Regions from separate parts of the Mus musculus genome. Here all the other regions are linked to region 2. The links are chromatin contacts, called in public Hi-C maps. All regions are on one chromosome and are shown on one strand. Each heading gives the region's core, a stretch centred on a gene start, on an enhancer-like site or on the middle of the called end of the contact. The rest is flanking DNA. Distances are from core to core; before and after follow the strand shown. Region 1 overlaps 1700023F02Rik (RIKEN cDNA 1700023F02 gene). Region 2 overlaps Gm40677 (a long non-coding RNA gene). Region 3 has its middle 63 kb from the start of Gm40677.

What was found. A called contact is a pair of places that touch in the nucleus more often than the background predicts.
Region 1: a Hi-C map of cerebellum shows a contact between it and region 2, with 2.4 times the contacts expected there. The contact joins two enhancer-like sites. A contact is called at or near these places in 4 of 484 Hi-C or Micro-C datasets (brain, cerebellar granule neurons and cerebellum).
Region 3: a Hi-C map of cerebellum shows a contact between it and region 2, with 1.7 times the contacts expected there. The contact joins two enhancer-like sites. A contact is called at or near these places in 6 of 484 Hi-C or Micro-C datasets (the AML12 cell line, cerebellar granule neurons, cerebellum and 2 more).

What each region holds. Positions count from the first base shown.
Region 1 is chr10:66,179,249-66,183,028 of GRCm38.p6, forward strand. The region is part of intron 2 of 1700023F02Rik (RIKEN cDNA 1700023F02 gene); the gene reads right to left. It overlaps 4930407I19Rik (RIKEN cDNA 4930407I19 gene), which reads left to right. Exons shown (of 5, transcript NR_131070.1): 5 at 103-266. Among named protein-coding and RNA genes, the nearest start is that of Gm22829, 11 kb to the left of the region's middle. Within about 2 kb of position 2,178, at least 2 of the 459 cell types and tissues checked have an H3K27ac peak or open chromatin away from gene starts, as enhancers often do. A contact at or near this core is called in cerebellar granule neurons and cerebellum, where this site is marked.
Region 2 is chr10:66,355,979-66,359,635 of GRCm38.p6, forward strand. The region is part of intron 2 of Gm40677 (a long non-coding RNA gene); the gene reads right to left. Among named protein-coding and RNA genes, the nearest start is that of Gm22594, 130 kb to the right of the region's middle. Within about 2 kb of position 1,928, at least 9 of the 459 cell types and tissues checked have an H3K27ac peak or open chromatin away from gene starts, as enhancers often do. A contact at or near this core is called in cerebellar granule neurons and cerebellum, where this site is marked.
Region 3 is chr10:66,573,268-66,577,088 of GRCm38.p6, forward strand. No RefSeq gene overlaps it. Among named protein-coding and RNA genes, the nearest start is that of Gm40677, 63 kb to the left of the region's middle. Within about 2 kb of position 1,739, at least 7 of the 459 cell types and tissues checked have an H3K27ac peak or open chromatin away from gene starts, as enhancers often do. A contact at or near this core is called in cerebellar granule neurons and cerebellum, where this site is marked.

The DNA.
Region 1 (3,780 bases), core at 928-3,427, 180 kb before region 2:
GTCATCCTCCAATAGAGATTAGCTTTTTAAATAAGTGTAGTAAACATAAATATCAGGAGACTTTCTGGTGTTCATGTTCTTCTCTTCTGCTTCTCCCATTAGGAATATGACTAGCCTGGCTCTACATGATGTACGAATAAGAAAGGACTTCCTGTATAGGCTACCATTTGCCTAAGAATTAGGGACATCAACTGACACATGAGAGGTCATAAAACTACAAAGCTCCAAGAGAAATATCAACTTGGATAATAAAAATGTGTACATGTACACTATTGAATACCATTCATCTGTAATTAAAAATGAAATCACTAATATTGTGGGTAAATGACTGGAACTAGAAAAGGTCATATTGAGTGAGAGGAACCCAGACCCAGGAAGACAAATGTCAGAGTTTCTCTCTTATTGGAGGCTCCTAGTTCTAATTCTTCAGATGTGAATATTTATCATGAAGTAACTATGGAAACTAAGAAATTTTAAAAAGTACTGTTGCCAAGATAGGGAAGAGGGGGAATAGCAAGACATAAATGATCTAATCACCAAATTGGGGAAAGAGCCAGAGAGGGGCCTGGAACTAGGAACAGGAAGGGAGATAGATACAGAAGAGGAAGGAAGAAGTAAAATAAGATTAAGGATGGCCAAAACCATCATAAGGATATCTACCTTGTAAAAACTTATAGTAAAGGTAAGTCCATGGGGGGGGAGGGGGAATATATATATATATATATATATGTATCCTAAATAAACACTTCTCATCTAGGCTAACAGTGATTGTCAAGGTCCAAGGACAATTTCACAACATATTCACAAAATAGCAACACCATCACATGAGAAGCCCTCCTCTGAGCTGTTGGCCAGCATTGTCCAACAGATTTTCATAAAACACTACAAGGCTATTGGTATTTCCCTTGGTTGCCCACTAGAGGTGGAAAGTAAGTCTCTATTGCTAAAGAAACCATGGACTTCATATACAGAGCTCAAAGACATCTGAGCTAAAATTGGCCTGAATGCTTTCCCCCTAAAAACTAGCTTTCATGTTACTAGAAGATACCATGCAAGTTTCTAAAGGAGAGAAGCATCCAACTGTCATACCCAGTTGTATCTCCTGTTAACAATAACCAACAACCAGCAAGGCAGGAGAACCCTAAGGGTGCCGTAATGGCATGCATACATTGGTAGTAACCAACAGCTCTCTAATTTGACTTAAGACCCACTCGACAAGAGGGAAAACATGCCTAGTTCTAGAAACCTATCCAACTACCCAAGGCTAGTAAAACCATGCTTATTCGAATAGAACCTATAGTCACCACTTTACTAAAACAACATAATCCATAACTATATTTTAAATGTTTATCTTTATACCCACAGAAAAATATAGTCTTCATTCCTAATCAAGGAAGTCTCTCTTTGCAACAGACACAGTTAATTACAGAAAACTATAACCAACAGAGTCCTATATCCCAGTTCCAATGTTTTTGCATACAATACAATTTCCACATTTAAGGCTCAGGAAGCATTGTATAAGAGGAGGCCAAAAGATTAGAAGAGGCAGAGGATCAGGGAGTTTGCTGTGAGATTGTGCCTCATAGTAATGTCAGAAGCTACACCTATAAAGTCTCACCAGCATGACTACCTAAACATGAGCTAAAAATGGAGAACAAAGATTTAAACAATAAAACATGCTAAGGAAGTCAGGGAGAAAACCCACAAGGCCTCAAACCCATACAAAAACTACAGGCAACTAAGGAATGCTAAAAGAGGCGAAAGCCTTTCCCAGAGAAGAGCTCATGAATTGGTTATCCAATACCAAAATACCAAGACGGTAATCTCTGAAAAAAAATGTAACATATAATTTTATGTTTGTGATATATATATATATATATATATATATATATATATATATATATTTGTGTGTGTGCATATATATTTAGGAATGCATATATATACACACTCATATAGACATATAACAACAATTAATGATAAATGAGGACATGTATTTGAAAGACAGAGAGGAGAAGTATATGAGAATGAGGAAAGGGAAAGCAGAAATGATGTAATTTCGTTATAATCTCAAAAAGAACAGGATATGACCAGTTTGGCTCTTAGGATGAGACATGCATAGGACAGTAAATTGGGACAGATGTCTCAGCTGGGGGCCTAATGCACATGAAAGAGAGCCCAAATGGGGCCAGTAAAGCCACCTGGCAACCTGGCAGTTGACTACAGGCACACAAGAGAGCCCTGCCAAGCCCAACAGATTTCCAGAAACTTCCCACTGGCTACTTCATTTGGAATCAAGACTAAATAGATCGATGCCTTAAGTTCTCTGTGATAGGTGATTTCTCATGCACCAAGTAGTCAACTAGCAGACTAATTGTCACACACTTGAAAGCTTATACACCTAAGCATCTCATCTAGGACTTGGTGGATTTAACACTGTGAAAGCACAAAATCACACACACACATACACACGGGGTGAAGGGAAGTGAATGTGATAAAAGGAATCTACAAATTACTATGACTTCATTTCTCATATCCATTGCTCTGATCATGCCATTTTCCAATGATATGTTGTGCAGCCAGTGTCCTGTCATTCAGATTCTTTCCTCCTCATTTCCTATGATTCTGAGTATTCGTGAATTGGGTTCCTCTACTCAATATTTAAAAACAAAACATGTGTTTCTATCTTCTATATTACCTCTGCATGGCTCGATCTTCGCTTGCTCTATTCCGCTCCCTCTACTGCTCCTCCCCTTTTTCCCCTCCCCCCTCCCCTCTCTCCCTTCCCTCCCCCTTGTGATGGTCTCTACTGCCCAGTAAAATAACCAATCTTCTTCTCAATTATTTTCAAGTATGAAGAATAATGACCACTCATTGAGGCATGCTCGTCCTAAATAAACTTAAATGATTTAAAATTGTCTTGTCCTTTCCCATCACAGAGAAGAAGAAGCCTAAAGTAGCACACAATGACTGAAATATCCAAGTATATTCCATGTTCCTATAACTGAGTCAGGTCAGTCTGCAGATAAGTATTTGAAGATGAAGAGATTATCTTGGGTACACAGTGGTCGTACACATTCCTCAGGACCATGGAGTTTGGAAAAGGAGATGCTCCCAAGTAGACAAATGAAGCCAGATCAGTATCTCTCATGCTGCACTATAGCTAATTCCTAAGGTATCAAAAGCTTTAATGTACTACCCATAACTGTGAAACCATTAGAGAAAACATACATAAAACACTTCGGGATATAATCAGGGATTTTCATATAGCACAAGAAATAATGAAGAATTGATAAACAGGGTTGCATGACATTGAGAGACTTTGGCACAAGAAAGGCAACCAAAAACCCGAATGGGACACTATGGAAAGGGAAAATTTGCTGTCTACATATCTGACAGAGAATTAATATTGAAGATATATTAAAAACAGCCAAATTAAGCAACAACAACACAAAACTGCCTTTTGATATTTAGGCTAAAGAACCAGAGCTCTCAAAGAATAAATAAATAAATAAATAAATAAATAAATAAATACAAGCTGTCAAAAAATCTTTTAAAATGTTCAATATTCTTAGCCACAAGAGAGATGTAAATTAAAACAAATTATAGATTCTACCTCCCCAGTCAGAATGGCTACTATCAAGTAAACAGATGACAATGAATGCTCACAAAGATGTGGAGAAGGAGGCATCCTTATTTACTATCAGTAGAAGTGTAAACTGGTCTAGCCAATATGGAAATCTATGTAGAGGATTTTCAATAAATAAACATAAAGAACAACCG
Region 2 (3,657 bases), core at 678-3,177:
AGCTATCATGTCTGCTTTAAACATTTATCATAGCACACACACAAAAAAAAAAAAAAATTCCCATCTTTACTACACAAAGATATGGTGTAATTGAACAAAGTACTAGACATATCTGGAGAAAAGGCAAGAGGCTATTTAATAAGAACATAAATCATTTAAACAGACTACTTTAAGAGTATTTTCAAGCTGTGTTGGTTTGAATAAAAATGACCTCCATGGGCTCATAGGGAGGCACTATTAGGAGGTGTGGCATTGTTAGAGTGGGTGTGGCTTTGTTGGAGGAGGTGTGGCCTTGTTGGAGGAAGTGTGTTTCTTGGGTAGGCTTTGAGATTTCAGAAGCCCAAGTCAGGCTCAGGGTCACTCTCTCTTCCTGCTGCCTGTCAAAGCGGATATAGTATTCTCAGCTCTGCTGGGCAGCGGTGTCGCACACCTTTAATCCCAGCACTTAGGAGGCAGAGGCAGGCGAATTTCTGAGTTCGAGGCTAGCCTGGTCTACAGAGTGAGTTCCAGGACAGCCAGGGCTACACAGAGAAACCCTGTCTCGAAAAAAAACAAAAAACAAACAAACAGAAACCTCTCAGCTCCTTCTCCAGAACCAGCCCTGCATGTGCACTGCCAGGCTTCCCACCATAATGATAATGGGCTGAACCTCAGAACTGTAAGCCAACCCCAAATAATTGTTTTCCTTCATAAAAGTTGCCATGGTCATGGTGTCTCCTCACAGCAATGGAAGCCCTAAGATACAATCAACATATAGAAGCATGCCTTCTTAGGAAACACATGCCCTGTGACAACATTAATTTCTATAGCAGTCCAGGGAACTGCAAGTCTCCAGTACCTGACCATTGACAGCAGTTCATTTCTGGGGATTTTACTCTAAAGCAAGGGGCTTTCTGGTTCCATTTTCTATACTCCCCTATCAAGACAGGTCCTCATGATAAATAAGGAAACATTTCAATGGGGAGATAATTTTCCATCTCAACTGGAGCAGAGGCTTTCCCTAAAACTGTAGCCTAACTGGTATCTGTCCCCTAACAGAGCTGCCTTGTCTAGCCTCAGTGAAAGAGGATGCACCTAATCTAACTTGATGCACCAGGGTAGAGGAAATACCCAGAACCCTCCCTCCATCAGAGGACAAAGGGAGGGGGTGGGGAGGACTGGGAGGGGGCAGTGTCTACAATATAAATAAATAAATAAATAAATAAATAAATAAATAAATATTTTAAAATGAGTATTACCTAAGATGCATCAGAAGATTTTCCCTTTTTTGCTATCTGAATCTTCTGTCTTGATTAATAAGAGCTGTGGCATAGATGAGACAGTCACCTGGAGCCTACAATACACTAGGCATTGAATACACACTTTTGAATTAGTAAAGGCCTGTTCCCCACTCTATGATGTCCCCCTTGTTCCTCTAGCAGAATGGATGCCTCCCTCTGAGGTCTCTAACAGCATTTTGCAGTTTTTGTCGTATTCTTTTACACTGACTTTTGCTAAAGTTCATTAAATTCTCTGTCTATCCCTGTTGCCTTATTAACAAGAACCAGTCTTCATTCCATCGACACTTTCCACAGAATACTGTGCAGAGCCAACTCTGTTGTCCTATTATTTTAGGACTGTGGTATTGATTAGTCACAGCATATGGAAATTGGCAGGTGTGCTAAAATTTGGTGTTGGGGGAGCAACAGCAACACTTGATCTCTTGACAAGGAAGTTGTTGGGTTCTGGTACATGCCTGTGAGAATTATGAAAAACAATGTACTACACTCATGCTCCCTCCCGTTGGAACTGCTGCTCTTGGTCTGCTACCTACAAGCACTGGTCAAGCCAAGATCTGGAATTGCCCCTGTCGATGCTGCACTTGGACGGAAAGAAAGAAGGAAATGACTATTCATGTACAGTCCGGGCCCACTGCTGGCTGGAAACCAGGGCAGAGCAGCCAAAGCTTCTCAGGCCGGGCTTGTGTGCAGGAGCTTGGCTTCCCAGTATGAATCTAGAGATGGTTGAGCGCCCTTCATTTCATGCCTCGCTGAGCAATGTCCTCATTTCTTTGTCCATGCCTTTGCTTGTGAGAAATAACAAAGCATGATAGGGGTTGCGGGGTGGAGTCACCTGGATCGGAATCCTGACTTCACTCTTTTCTAATTTTGCTCTGTTTAATAGGTTACCCCATGGATATAAAGATTAATTATACAATATTTATGTAAAGATGATTAGTACTTGGAATAGCACGTAAGGTGGAATAGCCACATAACTACTATGACCATATCGAGGCCATTGGATGGTATTGCAGGGGTGCTAAAATTTACTCTGGGGACACTAGTGGACATACAGGAATATTGAAACCAATGAATGGGATTATCTGGCTTCTTTATTAAATGTCGTTGTGGCCATGGGTTGGAGAAGGGACATGAGAAGTGCAAAAGGAAATTCAGGGTTAGCAAGCCCAGAAAGACAAGGTGGTGTCTTACAGCAGATTGCAATTTACTCTACAGAGATTCAGCAAGCAGGAAGTGATGCACTGTAAGAATGGAAGACTAGGGTGGAATCATGAGAGAAGGGAAAGTGTGGAGGAATTTGTCAGGATTCCAGCTTCCTTCCTTTGTCCAAGGGGGCCAGAGGACAACATCTAAGATGGAGAAGGCGGCAGGAGTATTACTTGGAGAGGAAAATCAGGGACTCCTTGGGGAATTATCAGTTTGGACTGTCTATGGTAAGTCCACACAGAACTTTCAATAGAGGATAGTTTCAATAGAGGAAACCATTATCAAGTAACTATAGAAAACTAAATGTACACTATGTTACAACCATTAAATCTATCAAGAATCATTGCATTTGCTATGGATGTAAGTTAATATAAAAGAAGAAGAGAAGGCAGAGTTCTTAAGGGACTTTCAAGTCAGAAGTATCAAATAAAGGTGCCCAAGAAGGGCTGAGAAGGAGCCCAGGGACTCTGGTGTTACAAACCACCCAGAAGAGAAGATACAGCACTCAAATGCAGCGAAGGTGACTGGATGAGATCCTAAGATGGGAGAAAGATGTTTATTGGATGGAGCCCATGAGCCTGTGATGGGAAAGCTTGATGGAGCATCTGAAACTATAGTCCGATTGGTGAGAAAATTAAACAAGAGTTGGTAAAGGGGGAAGACTGAAAAGTGATTTCATAAAGACTACTTTAGATACTTTGAATATAGAATATCTTCATGTCTCTATTCTGCTACACTGTCCCTCTGGCTCCATATCAGGGCAACTGAGAAGGAAGCTCATTTGCTCCCTCCCTTGGTTTTAGTGGGGAAGACCGAACCATGGAAGTCCCCATTAGACAACCTCTTATTCTGCCAAGATCAACCTCCTCTGCTTCTGGATCACTGAAAGATGCATCAGCTCCTCTCTGGGATACTCTACTATCTGTTGTATGAACAGTATATTTACTTCACATCTTATCAGTGACTATCAATCACTCGTGTGTCAGCAGTGTGTAGCAGAGGCTACCCACCATAAAACACAAGACACCGAACACACAGTCAAAATCCAGTCAGAAGTAGGACACGGCAAGTGACATTTGTAGACGAATAATATCCTATGAGGGATGCGATGTTGCTAAAGTGGGAAAAGGAGGTCATAGTTTTAGGAGCAATATGTCTAATAAGCAAAGAT
Region 3 (3,821 bases), core at 489-2,988, 220 kb after region 2:
GAGTGGAGGTGGGAGATGGGGGATGGACTCATGTCCATCCCCCATCTTGAAGAAAGTGCTATCTCTCTGTGTGTGAACACACAGCAGAATACCACCTTCCACTCTTTTTTTCTCTTCTTTTCTTGCCCCTCCTCTCGCCTTCCCTTTTGTCTCACTGTTCAGGGACCTCACATTGACAGTCAGATATGCACTCTTCTGCCTTTTTCCTTGTGTCCCGAAATAGAATTAAGTACTTGTTGCACCCATGCTATCAGATAAGATTCACCATTCATGGTGCCCCTGAGAAAGGAAACCTACCCTAGTAAAAGAATCTACCCGGATTCCTCAACTGAGAAATGGAGATCCAAAAATCTACATTCCAGTCTAAAGCTCATCAAGAAGTAAATTTCCCACAGAGGAAACATTCGCCTCCACTTTGGTGGCGATGGAACAGCGGTTTAGGTAATAGTTTTAGGTTAGACAAAATACGAACGGAAACTAATCACCACATCAACTTGTGAACTGAATTCACTCACCAATAAAATTTAAAGTAGTTTAAATTCAGCAATTTTCCCTGCAGGTTCCCAACAGAAGCAAATACAACGTGATGGTTTATGTTCACTGTCAACTTTACTAGTTTAGAATCACCATGGAAACATGCCTCTGGGCATAGCTATTGGGTGTTTCTAGAAATATTGAAATGAGCAAGGAATATTCACCCTGAATGAAGATGACGGATGACATCCTATGGGTGGAGTCCCAGGCTGAAAAGGAGGAAGTGAGCTGAGCCCCAGCATGCATCTCTCTCTGCTTCCTGGCTGTAGGTTCCTTGTGACCAGCTGCATTGGGCTGCTGTCTGCGGCTCCTACCGCCATGAGTCCATACTATGACCTGGACTCTGGAACTGTGAACCAAGACAAACCTTTCCTCTTACATCACTTTCTGTCAGGTATTTAGTTATAACAATGAAGAGAATAACTAATACAGGTGGTCTAGAGAAATCTACGGCTATAGTGCTGACCAGGATTATGAGACTATTATAGATCCAAATTAGGAAGAGTTGGAACATAGAGGTAAAATATTAAGCAGGCAAATTATGTGGATTGTGTAGCTGGCTATTTGTAGCAATGACTATCACGCATATTTTGTCAATGGCCTAACTAATACCTTCCCAAATGTCTTCAAGGACATAGCCTGTTCCCTTTTACCCTCTTTTGTGGTTTCATGGCACTCCATGAGGAAGAACAGTGAAAGTCTATGCACCATTAACTTACAGATTGGGATATTTAGTGGATAGAAAGGTGGTGTGTCATCCATTATAGAACTTAAAGACAAATCAGAAGCCCAGCAGGATTGTCTGTATCAGGTATACAAGTATACTGTGCCCTGGGGCTGGGGGAACGGGTCTGGGTGCAAAGGACTCAAGAGTTAGGCCAAGTTTGATACATTCATCTTGGAGAAACCTCTGGGATCCAAAAGAAGCTTAAATGTATGACAAATAGATGTGGTGGGGCAGGGCACTGGCAACAAAAGCAGAAGTCTATATGGGGTACCTGTGGGTCCCCAGTAAAGAGCAGAGACAGTCACCCAATAAGGAAAATCCTATTTAAAAGACACTGTAAGGTTCCCAGACCACAGATGTGTGCTCACTTCTGACCACAAGAGTACAATGCAAAACTGTGAAGGGATGCCAACTGTGGCTTGGGAATGTAAAGTCAGTTCAAGATTGCCTGGGCTCAAGGCCATTCCTAGTCATTAACACATCTTGAAAGGGGTTTGAGACATGCAGAAGCAATTCCTCAAGTCTCTGCTGGCACCTACAGTTCGAGATAGGAATAGCAAAATAAAATCAGCAGGCATGAAAAGCCTACTCCAAACTGACCTACATTCGTGCTATTATATTTGCATAATTTTCATGTATGCATTCACACACACACACAAACACACACACACACACACATGGGGCCATTTGATATGTAGAGTTTACACAAGGCATCGCTTTCATTGAATTAAACTGATTCTAGGTTTGGCACTTTTCCCACGGTAAGCCAGTGTTGTCGAAATCAGATTTGTCACTTCATTAAACCTGAGCATTAATAGTCCCACCGCCTTCGGAGACATCTTTGTGTCTCGCTGAACCAGTTTGGAATGTCAGGGTGAAGAGACAAGTACTTTAAAGGATGGAGATGTTACAAATGAGACGAATTGCAAAGGCTTCTGTCTATAGAGTGGAAAACGTGACAACAATCTCATAGTGGATGAAGGGTAATTTAGTTAAGTGCAGTCTGAGCTTGAACGTTCTTAATAATTCCTGGGCTGGACATTATACCCACAACTTTAAAGGTGGTGGGAAAGTAAAGATTATCAACTAAAAGCATCATGGACACAAGCTTCTGGAAATGTCTAAATGAGGGAGTCTCTGCATTGAGTTGAGGTAGGAAGACCTAACCTAACTGTGAGCTCTTCCATGGGCTGGAATCCTGACCTGAATAAAAAAGAAAAGTGAGCATATATTCTCTCTCTCTCTCTCTCTCTCTCTCTCTCTCTCTCTCTCTCTCTCTCTCTCTCTCTCTCTCTCTCTCTCTCTCTCTCTCTCTCTCTCTCTCTCTCTCTCTCTCTCTCTCTCTCTCTCTCCCTCCCTCCCTCCCTCCCTCCCTCCCTCCCCGCCTCTTGCTTTTTCTCCCTCTCTCCCTTCCTCCTCACTCTCTCCCTTCCCCTTCCCCCCCTTTCTCCCTCCATCTCTCTCTTCTCTAGCTTTTCTGCTCTCTTGCCCTCTTACTCTCACTCTGTCCTCTCTCCTGATTGCAGATAACAAGCTGTCTGTTGGCCAGCTTCCATCCCTTCCTCACCAGGGTGGATCTTCTTCCCCCAAGAAATGATTAGCCAAAAAGAACCTTTCCTTCTTTGAGTTTGCTTTGCTTCTGGTGATTTCTCATAGCAACAGGAAAAACATGAAACAGAAGACCCAAGGCTCCCTTCCTGCAATAACAAGCATTATGTAGAACTTCCTGACCAATGTTCATTTTTTAAATGATATTTAAATTTTACTAACAGTACCCTCCCCCGAAAAAAAGATAATTCCTCTGGAAGATAAGCTTTTCAGGTGAGCAGACTTTTGGTTGCAGGGTACAGGTCTTGACACTTAACTCTCACCATGAGGTCTGTGCCAACCAGCTCATAGCAATTCCACAGTGGCCAATAGATAGTTGCATTTTGTTGCTATGACAAAACGCCTGGCAAAAACAACTTAAGGAAGGGGAAGGTTTATCTTGTCTCACAGTCTGAGGGCTCCGTCTTTCCTGGCATAGACGTCATGAAGGCAGGAGTTGAGGTATTTGGTTGTATCATATCTGTCTTGTGGAAATAGAGAAAGATGAGTGTGCATACCTACTTCATTTAGTTCAATTGACAAAGTCCCTCAAAGCCCCGTAGATTTGATTCCAAGGTCACTCAAGGTCCTTTCCAGTTCAACATGAACCAATCCAGCCAAGAGTCCCCAGCCTGGGGCTGGAAGGAGCAAAGCCAGGCCATGTACAAGGATTTTTGTGCCACACCCAAATTCCTCCAATGAGAGAAGAGATGAACCCACATATCTGATTATTGCCATATTGAAAAGTATAGCATTATTTTTACATTAAAAGAAAATATTATGAAATATTCCAAGTTAACAATAAGTTCACTATTCCCCTGTGGGTCTTCCTGCCTCCAACCACAACATATGGAAAAAGAGGCAAGGATCCCAATACAATAGCACCATACAAGCTGACAGCAACTCCTTCTCAGAAACTGCATCATTTCTTGTTGATAATCTGTGGCACTTTAAAATAAAATGGCCTCCATAG